Linked DNA regions of Pan troglodytes: region 1 is linked to region 2. The links are chromatin contacts, called in public HiChIP or PLAC-seq maps. All regions are on one chromosome and are shown on one strand. Each heading gives the region's core, a stretch centred on a gene start, on an enhancer-like site or on the middle of the called end of the contact. The rest is flanking DNA. Distances are from core to core; before and after follow the strand shown. Region 1 holds the start of ZNF253 (zinc finger protein 253). Region 2 holds the start of ZNF14 (zinc finger protein 14).

Evidence for each region. HiChIP or PLAC-seq counts read pairs in DNA pulled down with a chosen protein or histone mark.
Region 1: a contact with region 2 is called in an H3K4me3 HiChIP or PLAC-seq map of stem cell-derived excitatory neurons, with 2.0 times the contacts expected there. The contact joins the promoter of ZNF253 here to the promoter of ZNF14 in region 2. A contact is called at or near these places in 1 of 7 Hi-C or Micro-C datasets (stem cell-derived neural progenitor cells) and 1 of 1 datasets of contacts at active chromatin or transcription factors (stem cell-derived excitatory neurons).

The regions. Positions count from the first base shown.
Region 1 is chr20:22,518,117-22,524,688 of NHGRI_mPanTro3-v2.0_pri, forward strand. It overlaps ZNF253 (zinc finger protein 253), which reads left to right and starts at 4,588. Exons shown (of 6, transcript XM_054672849.2): 1 at 4,588-4,808. The coding sequence starts at 4,590. LOC129137976 (a long non-coding RNA gene) reads right to left here and starts at 22. Exons shown (of 4, transcript XR_010153776.1): 1 at 1-22.
Region 2 is chr20:22,383,166-22,390,718 of NHGRI_mPanTro3-v2.0_pri, forward strand. It overlaps ZNF14 (zinc finger protein 14), which reads right to left and starts at 4,877. Exons shown (of 4, transcript XM_003316224.6): 1 at 4,287-4,877. The coding sequence starts at 4,289.

The DNA of each region.
Region 1 (6,572 bases), core at 3,338-5,837, 130 kb after region 2:
TCGGAAGTCGACCTGTTCGCTCCAGCTGGGTGTCTGATTGGACGGTTTCCAGCCCAGCGTCCCTGATTGGATAATGCTTAAGGCCTCGCCCCTTCAGGCCCTAGTGAGAGAAGATGTGATAAGATGCTGCGCTGAGCAATGAAAGAGTCACAGCCTAAGCTGCATCTTTTTCAGGCAGGGCTTTCTCCCTGAGCTGAGCCAGGCCCACCCCAGAGCATGGGAAAATTCTCTCTTTTTTGCTCTCTCTTTTTGAATGTATTCGAAAGGTGAACGGAAGTACTTTGCTGTTATATTAATAATACGTAAAATTTTTGTTCAAGAGAAAATCAACTTTTACTTTGGTAATAGTGTATTATCAATACTAAAGCTAATTTTAATAAAACCTTATAAACAAATCAAATTTGTCATTTTTGACCTTTCGAGATTTGCATATATATTTTGTAATCTCTTGTAATTTTTAAACTATTTATATTTTATTTATATCTACATTCCTTTTATTTTTTCAATTTGAAACAACCTTTAAGTAATTTCAAACTGCTATAGGAGATAGAAAGCATTTAGGGACAGGGACTGTGGCTCACGCCTCTAATCCCAGCATTTTGAGAGGCCAAGGTGGGCAGACTACTTGAGGTCAGGAGTTAAAGACCAGCCTGGCCAACATGGTGAAACCCCATCTCTACTAAAAATACAAAAATTTAGCTGGGCATGCTGGTGCACACCTGTAGTCCCAGCTACTACAGAGGCCGAGGCAGAAGAATCGCTTGAACCCAGGAGGCAGAGGTTGTGTAAGGCCCAAGGGGTTCACCTTGCCCTTTGCCTAGACAGAGCCGATTCATCAAGACGGGGGAATTTGTGGAGGAAAAATTAAATATTAAATTTGAACTCAATTGAACGTGGACACAAACAATGATCACGAAGTCCAGGAAGAGGTTGTGTGAGACCTTTGATGCGTTCATCCAGTGCTGTTTTGGAGAAATCTCTATTTCCATCTATTCCTATACTTTACTTATTGAAAAACGATAGACAATCACAAAAGCAAGTTGACCTTTTTGTGTTCCTTGAGCCCAGTCACTAAGGGCCCTCATGACTGGGCTTTATGCCAAATAAAAGAGCTGGGATCCCAGATGGTGCCGAAGTTTCATGAGACCTCTCCTCGTCTGTGCATGGACGAGTGGCCGACTCTGAAGCCCAGGCTGTGGCTTCCTGGTCTGGTGGTGAATCCTCCACAGTCTGGGGAGTGTGGTGTCTGACTCTGGATCCCAGGGCTGGAAACTCAAGGACTTCCCATATCCCAGTTCTCCCCCTTGTCATGCCCCATCTGGTGAGTTTTGGGGGAACTCATGACCCAAGTCATAATTGGAATTTCAGGCCTCATAAAGACATCATGGTTGAAGCAGAGGTGTTCTGTTTCCAGCAAAGCCCTATAGGAAGCTAACAATTGCTTCTAGAAAGAGGTATAAGCTTTGCTGGCCTATGACAGTTTCTGGGTCCAAAACCTGAAATGTACCTCTTCCCATCTTGTTTCTGCCTAACGCTCCAATTAGCATGTTGATCTAGGACAGTTACTTGCAGTTCTACTGGCCCATCCCGTATGGACCATAGATCCAAGGCCAGCTGCACCACTTGTTTAGCTTGTTCAAAAGCCATGCTCTCCTTCTCTCCCCAGTGAAAGTCATAGCGTTTTCTAGTGACAGCATGCAGAGGTTGTAAAATGTTACCCAAGTGGGGAATATGATGTCTCCAGAATCCAAACGAGCCAATAAATTTCTGAGCTTCCTTTTTAGCGGTAGGAGTTTCGAATTCTAGTATTTTAGCCTTACCCTTTGATAAAATGGACTATTTCCTCCCATTCCATAGGATGCAACCAGCTCCTATCTTGACACATTAACCTATAAGCAGTAAGCAAACACCATCCACTCTGGGAGATCCCTCAGCATCTGCTTTGCTGACTGGAATCCCCTGCAGCCCTTCATGCACAGTCAAAGGTTTAAATTGCACTAATTTAGATTCCCAATTCTCACAAAGGCCAGTTCCCCTGGACCATTCAACTGCCAAGGGGGAGAAGTGGGGGATTTCCCATCTCTGGATATGGGAAGTCCACGAGCCTCTAGCCCCGTCCTTGTGGCCAAAAAGTGGCACACTTTGGTTTTCGAATCCTGTTTGTGACACCAAAAATATTCGCGTGGGAAACGCATGAGGGGAGAAGGAAAGACACACACACAACACCTTTAATGGTAAACAAGTTTATTCCACATAAGTGGCAATGCAGATATACTAAGCAAATGATATAATAAGCAAATCAATATAACAAGCAGATTGATATAAGAAGCACATTGATATAATAAGCAAATTGCAATGGGAAGAGGAGAAAGGAAAAGATATATATATATATATTTACACTCACTAGAGTATGGAGGTTTCACCACCAAGGTGGTAAGCAATAGCCTGGGTTCCAGAGTCAGCCACTCATTTCTGCACAGATGAGGAGAGGTCTCATGAAGCTTTGGAGCAGTCTGGTACCCTCAGTTTTTTGTAACGAGTTGTTTGGAAGGAGGTCCAGTCACGGGGGCCTTCCGCAACTGGGCACAAGGAACACAAAAAGGTCAACTTGTTTTTGTGATTGTCTATTGTTTTTCAATAACTAATGTATAGAAATAGATTGAAATAGAGATATCACTGAAACAGCTCTGAATGAACAACTCAGAAGGCTCACACAACCTGTTCCAGGACTTGGTGACAATTGTTTGTGTCCACCTTCAATTGAGTTCAAATTTAATATTTAACTTTTCCTCCACAAATTCCCCTGTCTTGATAAATCATCTCTGTCTAGGCAAAGGGCCAGGGGAACCCCTTGGGCCTTACACAACCTCCGCCTCCTGGGTTCAAGCGATTCTCCTGCCTCAGCCTCCGTGGTAGCTGGGACTACAGATGTGCACCAGCACGCCAGGCTAATTTTTTTTTTTTTTTTTTTTTTTTGAGACGAAGCCTCGCTCTATCGCCCAGGCTGGACTGCAGTGGCGCAATCTCGGCTCACTGCAAGCTCCACCTCCCGGGTTCACGCCATTCTCCTGCCTCAGCCTCCCGAGTAGCTGGGACTACAGGCGCCCACCACCGCTCCCTGCTAATTTTTTGTATTTTTAGTAGAGACGGCTAATTTTTTGTATTTTTAGTAGAGATGGGGTTTCACTGTGTTGGCCAGGCTGGTCTTTAACTCCTGACCTCAAGTATTCCACTCACCTTGGCTTCCCAAAGTGCTGGGATTACAGGCGTGAGCCAACGCACCTGTCCCTAAATGATTTCTTTCTATCTCCTATAACAGTTTGAAATTACTTAAAGGTTGTTTCAAACTGAAAAAATAAAAAGAATGTAGATATAAATAAAATATAGTTAAAAAATTACAGGAGATTACAAATTATATATGTAAATCTCGAGAGGTCAAAAATGACAAATTTTGTTTATTTACAAGGTTTTATTTATTTATGTATTTATTCATTTTTGGAGACGCAGTCTCACTTTGTCACCCAGGCTTGAGTGCAGTGGTGTGATCTTGGCTCACCGCAACCTCTGCCTCCTGGGTTCAAGCCATTCTCCTGCCTCAGCCTCCTGAGTAGCTGGGACCACAGGTGCATGCCACCACGCCCGGCTAATTTTTTGTATTTTTAGTAGAGACAGGGTTTCACCGTGTTAGCCAGGATGGTCTCGATCTCCTGACCCAGTGATCTGCCCTCCTCAGCCTCCCAAAGTACTGGGATTACAGGCCTGAGCCACCGCACCTGGCTTTACAAGGTCTTATTAAAATTAGCTTTAGTATTGATAATACACTATTACCAAAGTAAAAGTTGATTTTCTCTTGAACAAACATTTCATGTATTATTAATATGACAGCAAAGTACTTCTGTTCACCTTTTGAATACATTCAAAAAGAGAGAGAATATGAGATAGAATTTTCCCATGCTCTGGGATGGGATGCTCAGCTCAGGGAGGAAGCCCTGTTTGAAAAGGCTGCAGCTAGGCCAGGCGCGGTGGCTCACGCTTGTAATCCCAGCACTTTGGGAGGCCGAGGCGGGCGGATCACCTGAGATCGGGAGCTCGAGACCAGCCTGACCAACACGGAGAAACCCTGTCTCTACTAAAAGTACAAAAAATTAGACGGGCGTGGTGAGGCATGCCTGTAATCCCAGCTACATGGGAGGCTGAGGTAGGAGAATCGCTTGAACCCGGGAGGTGAAGGTTGCGGTGAGCCAACATCCTGCCATTGCACTCTAGCCTGGGCAACAAGAGCGAAACTCCGTCTCGGTGGGGGGAAAAAAGAAAGAAAGGAAGGAAGGAAGGAAGGAAGGAAGGAAGGAAGGAAGGAAGGAAGGAAGGAAGGAAGGAAAGAAAGAAAGAAAGAAAGAAAGAAAGAAAGAAAGAAAGAAAGAAAGAAAGAAAGAAACAAAGAAAGAAAGAAAGAAAGAAAGAAAGAAAGAAAGAAAGAAAGAAAGAAAGAAAGGCTGCAGCCTAGGCTGTCACTCTTTCTTCACTCAGCCCAGTATCTGATCACATCTGTCACTCAGCGACTGGGGAGGCGGGGCCTTAAGCATTATCCAATGAGGGACGCTGGGCCGGAAACCGTCCAATCAGGCACGCAGCTGGAGCGAACCACATGGTTTCTGGGGGCCTTTGTTTCTCGCTGCAGCGGGAGCTCCAGGTTTATCCTCTGTGTTCTGTGTCCTGTGCTTATAGAGGCCCGTCCTCTGTGGCCGTGTGACCTGCAAGTGTTGGGAGAGCCACAGCTAAACCCCGGGACCCCTGGAAGCCTAGAAATGGTGAGTGCCAGGTCCAACGTCCCGAGAGAGGGGAGAGGCTGTTTGGAACGGTGGGAAGTGGCTCTGGCGGGACTCTGCTTCCTCACAGTCAGCTCCACAATCTGCCGCCGGAGTTCTCCCTGCCCAGCTCGGCCTCAGTCCCCTTCAGCCATAAGATGGCGGCTGCGGTGACATCCGGGGCCCGGCACAGTGACTGTGCCCTGGCCTGGAGCTTTCTTTCAGCAGCTCTGCACCCGCAGCACCGCGTCTCTCCCAGATCATGCAAGGACCACGGGAGGGTCGTCAGGGGAGAATCCTGACTCGGTTCCCTGCGGGTTCATGAATGGGAAGAGCTTTGGTCCGTGGGGTTGTTAGAAACAAGCGCTTGGTGCCGCAAAACAACGCAAAACAAAAAACTACCCAGCACTTAGAAAATTTCACAGGAAGGCATATTTACTTCTGAAGAAGGGTGCTGCTCGCGTCCGTCCTGATCGCAAGAGCACACGGAAGAAAGGAAGGAAGGTTTTTTTTTTTTTTTTTTTTTTTTGAGGCGGAGTTTTGCTCTTGTGGCCCAGGCTAAAGTACAATGGCGCGATCTCGGCTCACTGCAACCTCCGTCTCCCGGGTTTAAGTGATTCTCCTGCCTCAGCCTCCCGAGTAGCTGGGGTTACAGGCATGCGTCACCACGCCCGGCTGATTTTGTATTTTTAGTAGACATGCGGTTTCACCTTGTTGGTCAGGCTGGTTTTGAACTCCCGAACTCAGTTGATCCGCCCGCCTCGGCCTCCCAGTTTGAAAGGGGTTTTTAACCCTAAACGCCGTTATTGCCTCTGTGTCCTTCCCCCATTGGCCGGGGTCTGACCTCACAATCTAGGCTGACCCCACAATCTAGGCTGACCCGATTGGCTACTTTCCAAATAAGGAAGGGGTTCGGGTCGCAGATTGGAACTGGCGGTTTGGGTTGTTTACGGAGCGGGTGTCTAGGTACAAAGAGGTACAAAAAAGTTGGTCCTAAGAACAAGGAACAAGAAAGTTAGGCCTTTGAAGAGGAATCTATTGTATCTGTCAGGGTTCACAGTTTCCCTTTTCTCCTATTAAAAATTTATGGGGCCGGGCGCGGTGGCTCACGCCTGTAATAACAACACTTCAGGAGGTCGAGGTGGATGGATCACTTGAGGTCAGGAGTTGAAGACCAGCCTGGCCAAAATGGGGAAACCCCATCTCTACTAAAAGTACAAAAATTAGCTGGGTGTGATGGCGAATGTCTGGTTTTCTGTTTCTGCATTAGTTTTCTGAAATAATGGTCTACAGCTTTATTGATGTTATTGCAAAGGACATGATCATTTATCTTTAAATGGCCAGAGAGTATTCCATGATGTTTATGTACCATATTCTGTTTTTACTAAATCTTTTATTTTATTTTATTTTTGGAGACAGAGTGTCACTTATTGCCCAGGCTAGAGTGCTGTGGAGTGATGCAGCCTTATTTAGCCTCAACCTCCCTGGCTCAAGCAATTCTCTCCTACGTCATCCTTTCAAGTAGCTGGATCTACACGCTGGTGTTACCACGCCTGGCCAATTTTTCTCTTTGTATTTTCTGTGGAGACAGGATTTTGCAATGTTGCCCAGGTTGGTCTTAAACTTCTAAGCTCAGGCAATCCACCTGCCTCAGCCTCCCAGAGTGCTGGGATTACAGGCATGAGCCACCGCATCTGACCATACCGTGTTTTCTTCATCCAGTCTACCACTGATAGGGCCTGTCCATGTCTTTGCTATTGTGAATAG
Region 2 (7,553 bases), core at 3,627-6,126:
TCTAAAAGATGGTACAACACCAGACACAGCTATCACACCAATCATTCATATTACATATACCCAACTTTCAGACCTCCATGGGAAAAAATACCAATGCCACTGGGATACCCATTGGACTGTGATATATAATAGAAGAGGATAAGACATACTATAATGATTCTCTAACTTTCCACTTTTGAGAAATTTTGCCTTCCAACCTTGTTATAATTATGCCAAAAGTCAAACTTATTTGACAGAACCACAATTCTTTGACAGAACTAAAAAAATCCTCATAGTAGAATTAGATTGGAAACAAAGATTACACCCAGTAATCTTTTCCCCCCCACAAGACGGAGTCTTGCTCTGTTGCCCAGGCTGGAGTACAGTGGCGTGATCTCAGCTCGCCGCAACCTCCGCCTCCCAGGTTCAAGCGATTCTCCTGCCTCAGCCTCCCAAGTAGCTGGGATTAAAGGCACCCACCACCACACCCAGCTAATTTTTGTATTTTTTAGTAGAGACAGTGTTTTACCACGTTGGCCAGGCTGGTCTGGAACTCCTAACCTCGTGGTCCACCCATCTTGGCCTCCCAAAGTGCTGGGATTACAGGTGTGAGCCATTGTGCCTGGCCCACCCAATAATCTTAACTGATCCTCATCACTTTACACACACAACTTTTTTTTTTTTTTTTTTTTGAGGCAGTCTTCCTCTGTCATCCAGGCTGGAGTGCAATGGCGCAATCTCAGCTTGCTGCAACCTCAGCCTCCTGGGTTCAAGCAATTCTCCTGCCTCAGCCTCCCGAGTAGCTGGAATTACAGGCACCAGCCCCCACATCCAGCTCATTTTTTGTATTTTCAGGAGAGACAAAGTTTCACCACGTTGGCCAGGCTGGTCTCGAACTCCTGACTCAGGTGATTCACTCATCTCAGTTTCTCAAAGTGCTGGGACTACAGGCATGAGCCACCACACCTGGGCCTACACACACGACTTCTGAAACACATGCTAAAACAACAGAAGATTATGTAGACAGAGTTGTCCTAAATATACTTGTTTTCAAGGGTACCAATTAAACACCACAACTGAGAAACTTATATAAAAAAATGTACAGAATCACCCAATGAGACACATATTTTAAGGGATGACCAACATTAATATGCTTCCACCTTAACATATATTAGAGCTGTATTTCATCATCCTACAGGTGAAAAACCTTACCCTCACCCATTTTTCAATATAATTTACTAAAATGGCTACATATACCTAGACCAATAAGCTTTACAAATCAAACTGAATGAACAGACACAGCACCATTCAGAATCTGACATAATTCAACACATACTAAATTCACATTCGTGGCAAACTTGGCTACAATATATGCAAACTACCTTTATTTATTTAGTTAGTTTTTTTTGAGACAGAGTCTCAAGGCTGGAGTGCAGTGGCATTAGCTCACTGCAACCTCTGCCTCCTGGGTTCAAGCAATTCTAATTCTCCTGCCTCAACCTCCTGAGTAGCTGAGATTACGGGTGTGTGCCACCAGGCTCGGCTAATTTTTTTTGGTATTTTTAGTAGAGATGGATTTCACTATGTTGGTCAGGGTGGTCTTGAACTCCTTACCTCAGGTGATCCGCCCGCCTCGGCCTCCCAAAGTGCTGGGATTACAGGCGTGACCCACCGTGCCCAGCCCGCAGTTTTATTTAAGGGCAGGGTTTGATTTTAAACACAAACTTAACTCCCACATGTCAACTACCACTTTCATACTCTCCTCCATCTCACAGACAATGAAATACAATCAATGATGACTCATATAAATGACCTCACAGAATATCAAAAGGTGTTTAATTACAGTATCAATTACAAGGTAGGCATCTTAAAAACCAATCTATTTACATTAATAAACTTGACGGTGAAAGACTGACTGCAAACCCAACGTACTAAGCGAAGTACTTTACTAACTCAGACTTGGAATAACATAAGAAATCCAATACAGGCCGGGCGCGGTGGCTCATGCCTGTAATCCCAGCACTTTGGGAAGCTGAGGCGGGTGGATCACCTGAGGTTGGGAGTTCGAGACCAGCTTGACTAACATGGAGAAACCCTGTCTCTACTAAAAATACAAAATTAGCTGGGCGTGGTGGCGCATGCCTGTAATCCCAGCTACTAGGGAGGCTGAGGAAGGAGAATCGCTTGAACCTGGAAGGCGGAGGTTGCGGTGAGCCGAGATCACCCCATTGCACTCCAGCCTGGGCAACAAGAGTGAAACTCCATCTCAAAAAAAGAAAGAAAATATAAAAAAAGAAACCCAATACAATCAGGAAAATTATTTACAAAACACTGGCATAAAGCAGCTGTAGTTCAACTGGATACATCCAAACCATCAGGATGTGAAGATTCAAGGTAACGTATATTAAGCCTACTTGAATTAAGATGAGGAGACTCACAACTAGCTTTTGACCCAAGTACACAGACAGATAAAAGATATAATCTACAAATAACCACCTTAGAAAAACCATTATTTATTATTTTATACAAAAATAATTAGTATTCCAATTCTGAAAAACTATATACTACACCTTTCAGGATAGGGTACCCAAACTAGATATGGTACCCAAACTGACATATCAGCATCAAAAGAATACCCACAATCAGCCAGGCGCGGTGGCTCATGCCTGTAATCCCAGCACTTTGGGAGGTTGAGGCAGGCAGACCACCTGAGGTCAGGAGTTCAAGACCAGCCTGGCCAACATGGTGAAACCCCGTCTCTGCTAAAAAATAAAAGAATTAGCCGGGCGTGGTGGTGGGTGCCTGTAATCCCAGCTATGCAGGAGGCTGAAGCAGGAGAACTGCTTGAACCAGGGAGGCAGAGGTTGCAGTGAGCTGTGATCATGCCGTTGCACTCCAGCCTGGGCGACAGAGTGAGATTCCATCTCAAAAAAAAGAAAAAAAAAAAAAAAAACTACCCACAATGACTCTAGACTTAGGAACCTTCCACTGGTTAATTGCTCAGAGAAAAACACACTGACCTATTACAACCACACGAGGAAAGAAAAAATCACAACATACACTTACAATCAGAATGTATCAAATTGGTGTGTGTCATAAACATCACTCTCACAAACACCTCAAAGCTTACCACTTAGCCGGGCGCGGTGGCTCACGCCTGTAATCCCAGCACTTTGGGAGGCCAAGGCGGGCAGATTACAAGGTCAGGAGATCGAGACCATCCTGGCTAACACGGTGAAACCCCGTCTCTACTAAAAATACAAAAAATTAGCTGGGCGTGGTGGCGGGCGCCTGTAGTCCCAGCTACTGGGAAGGCTGAGGCAGAATGGCTTGAACCTGGGAGGCGGAGCTTGCAGTGAGCTGGAGATCGCGCCACTGCACTCCATCCTGGGCGACAGAGCGAGACTCCGTCACACACACACACAAAAAATGCTTACCACTTATATATGGAACAAATGACATACAGAGATTTTGCATCATCATGGCACTCCAACACAGGCGAAATCTCTTGGGTAGAAACCACACAGATAAACACACACAAACAAGAAAATTTAAAAGAACCTGAACAAGCTCACAATAAATTCCATCCAGAAACCAAAGAAACTAAAAATCGCACACATTCACGCAAGGGAACAAAATTACCCAGAGCGAAGGGAAACTGGAATTAAGGGTGGCTAGAATTAATATTTGATCAAGGAGTCCAAAGGGAAGAAACACAAACTTTCTGATCAGTTAAGATAAGGAGTCCCCTTCCCCGCAGTTCGAAAAGAAAGCCCACATTCAGAAGGTCAAAAACACCCCCAGGCTTGAGTGCTGGGAGCACTAGAGGGGGTCAGTCCCTGGTGATGAGGGCAGGGGCGTTTGAACAGCCACAGGAACCTGACCCCGGCAGCAAGGACCTAGCCAGGCTTCGGTTCTCACAAGTGAGGAAACGCACCCGTGGATTCATCGTAAGGTTTCCAACCAAGTGGATTCTTAAACGCACAAACCCCACAGACCGAGATGGGATCTCCCCAGGACCCTCCCGCTGTCACCGAACAATCCGGGGAGACGCGGGGCTGCGGGCGCAGAGCTGCCCATAGAGGGCTCCAGGGCCGGGGGCCGAGGTCGCCCCGCGGGGACGGGACAGGACGCTGGGGCTCCCGGCTGCGGGTCCAGCTCCCACAGAGAGGACCGAGGGCCGAACTGCGCCCGCGGTGGCCCCCGGGTCTGCAAACCCCGGAGTTGACTGCAAGGAGGTCCCCGGCCTCGGCCACAGACAGTTCCAACCAGAAACCTCCCCTCGGACACTGGCCCCGCACACTCACCATTTCCCAGCGTCCGGGAAGTCACGGTGTCCTCCCTACGGATCTGTCAGTACCTGCAGGTCACGGCGCGACAAAGGATGCGCTAGAGCCACCTTCGGCCTTCAGGAGCAGGTGAAACGCAATCTTCCCATGGGCCAGGAATGGCGACGTCCGCACTGCGCAGGCCCAGCGTGGCGCCGCTCACATCTTTTCAGCTGAGGTCCTGATTGGACAGATCCAATGGCCCCGCCTCTTTATCACTGAGTGACAGCGGAGCAGGAAGGGGCGTGGTTGAGCTGGCCTGGCTTCAGTCCGGCTTGTCCCCGCCAGGACGTTTGCGTTTAAACCGAATGTGTTCTTTGCCTCCCATCCATTTTAAGTGTTCTCTTCAGTACTGTTAAATACATTCACATTGTGAAGCCAATTTCCAGAATTGTTTTCATCTTGCAACACTGAAATCTGTCTCGTTGCACAACTCCCCGTGCACCTCTTCCCTCAGGGTCTTTGGCAACCTCCATTCCATTGTCTGAGTTCGTGAATTTGACTGTGGGAATCTCATGTAAATGGCGTCATAAAGTATTTGTCCTTTTCTGACGTGCTTATTTCACTTAGCATAATGTCCTCGAGCTTCACCTTGTAGTATGTGTTAGGATTTATTTCTTCTTTTTTTTTTTTTGAGACGGAGTCTCGCTCTGTCGCCCAGGCTGGAGTGCAGTGGCGCATCTCGGCTCACTGCAAGCTCCGCCTCCCGGGTTCACGCCATTCTCCTGCCTCAGCCTCACGAGTAGCTGGGAATACAGGCGCCCGCCACCACGCCCGGCTAATTTTTTGTATTTTTTTAGTAGAGACGGGGTTTCACTGTGTTAGTCAGGATGGTCCCGATCTCCTGACCTCGTGATCTGCCCGCCTCGGCCTCCCAAAGCGTTGGGATTACAGGCGTGAGCCACCGTGCCCGGCCTCTTCTTCTTCTTCTTCTTCTTTTTTTAAGAGACAGGGTTTTGCTCTGTAGCCCAGGCTGAAGTGCAATGGTGTGATCATTGCTCACTGCAGGCTTCAACTCCTGGATTCAAGCAAGCCTCCAACCTGAGCCTCCTAAGTATCTGGGACTACAGGCACGCACTACCAGGCCTGGCTAATTGTTTTAATTTTAATTTTAATTTTTTGTAGAGATGTGTGTCTCCTTCTGTTGCCCAGGCTGGTCTCGAACTCCTAGGTTCAAGCAATCCTCCTGCCTCGACCTCTCAAAGGGCTGGGATTACAGGTGTGAGCCACTGCCACCGGCCAATTTACTTCTTTTTTTTTCCTTTGGAGATGGAGTCTCGCTCTCGTTGCCCAGGCTGGAGTGCAGTGGCGCTCAGCCACCGCAACCTCTGCCTCCCAGGTTCAAGTGATTCTCCTGACTCAGCTTCCTGAGTAGCCAGGATTACAGGCGCCCACCACTACTCCCGGCTGATTTTTGTATTGTAGTAGAGATAGAGTTTCACCATGTTGGCCAGGCTGGTCTCGAACGCCTGACCTCAGGTGATCTGCCCTCTTTGGCCTCCCAAAGTGCTGGGGGTGTGAGCCACCTCGCCTGTCCCCAATTTACTTCTTTTTAATGCTTTATTTAAACATTTTTTAAAGAGTTCCTAAATCAGCCAGTTCCTAAATCTACATACAATATAATAGAATTGTATTCTATTGTATGTAGATATCAAATTTCTGGATTTTTCTGGATCTATGTATCTTTCTTTTTTTTTTTTTTTTGAGACAGTCTTGCTCTGTTGCTCAGACTGGAGTGCAATGGCGTGATCTCGGTTCACTGCACTCCACCTCCTGGGCTCAAGCAATCCTTGTGCCTCAGCCTCCTGAGTAGCTGGGGTTACAGGCATGTGCCACTATGCCCAGCTAATTTTTGTAATTTTAGCAGAGATGGGGTTTCGCCATGTTGCCCAGGCTGGTCTCAAACTCCTGGGGTCAAGAGATCTGCCCACCTTGGCCTCCCAAAGTGCTGGGATTACCGCATGAGCCACCTCGCCCGGCCTTATTTATCCTTTCATGGACACCTAGGTTGCTTCTACCTTTGGCTATGGTAAATAATATGCCTATGAACATGCGTGAACAAATATGTGGGTTGCTGCTTTCAGTTTTTTAGGGTATGCTCAGAAGCAGACTTCCTGGATCATATGATTACTTTGTATTTATTATTTATTTAAGGAATGGCCATACTCTTTTTCCTAGCAGCCATAGCATTTTCCATTCCCACCAACAGTGCACAAGGATCCCAAAAGGTGTTCTCACTTTTTTGGTGGTGTCCTTTGAAATACAAAAGTTATCAATTTTGCTGGGCATGGTGGTTCACGCTCGTAATCCCAGTACTTTGGGAGGCTGAGGCACGAGGATTGCTTGAGGCCAGAAGTTTGAGACCAGCCCAGGCCAACATTCCAAGACCCTGTCTCTACAAAAAATAAAACAATTAGTTGAGTGTGGTGGTGCACACCTGTAGTCCCAGCTACTCAGGAGGCAGAGGCAGGAGAATCACTGGGGGCTGGGAGGTTGAGGCTGCAGTGAGCCATGATTGTGCCACTGCACTCCAGCCTGCGTGACAGAGCAAGACCCTGTCTCACACACACACAAAAAGATTCATTGTATACTAGGCATTGATATTTTATTTATTGTTTTATTGTTTTATTTTTTGAGAAGGGTCACACTCTGAGATCACGCCTGAGCTGAGACTTAGAGTGAGGTTAGCCAACTCTTAGAGTGAGGTAAGGCTAGTTCTCCAACTTTAGCCCTTTTCCCTGTTTGCCTTTCTCTCTGCCATTACTGAACTGCTGGTCATGCCCTCCTCACCAATTTCTCTCTCTCCCTTTTTTTTTTTCTTTTTTGACAGAGTCTCGCTCTGTTGCCCAGGCTGGAGTGCAGTGGTGCGATCTTGGCTCACTGCAACCTCCACCTCCCGGGTTTAAGCGATTCTCCTGCCTCAGCTTCCCGAGTAGCTGGGATCACAGGCACACGCCACCACGCCTAGCTTATTTTTGTATTTTTAGTAGAGACGGGGTTTCCCTCTGTTGGCCAGGCTGGTCTCGAACTCCTGACCTCAAGTGATCCTCCCGCCAAGGCCTCCCAAAGTGCTGGGATTACAGGCACGAGCCATCGCGCCTGGCTGATTTAGGAACTCTTTAAAAAATGTTTAAATAAAACATTTTTGTATTGTCTTTTTTTTTTTTTTTTTTTCTTGAGGCAGAGTCTTGCTCTGTCGCCCAGGCTGGAGAGCAGTGGTGCGATCTCGGCTCACTGCAACCTCTG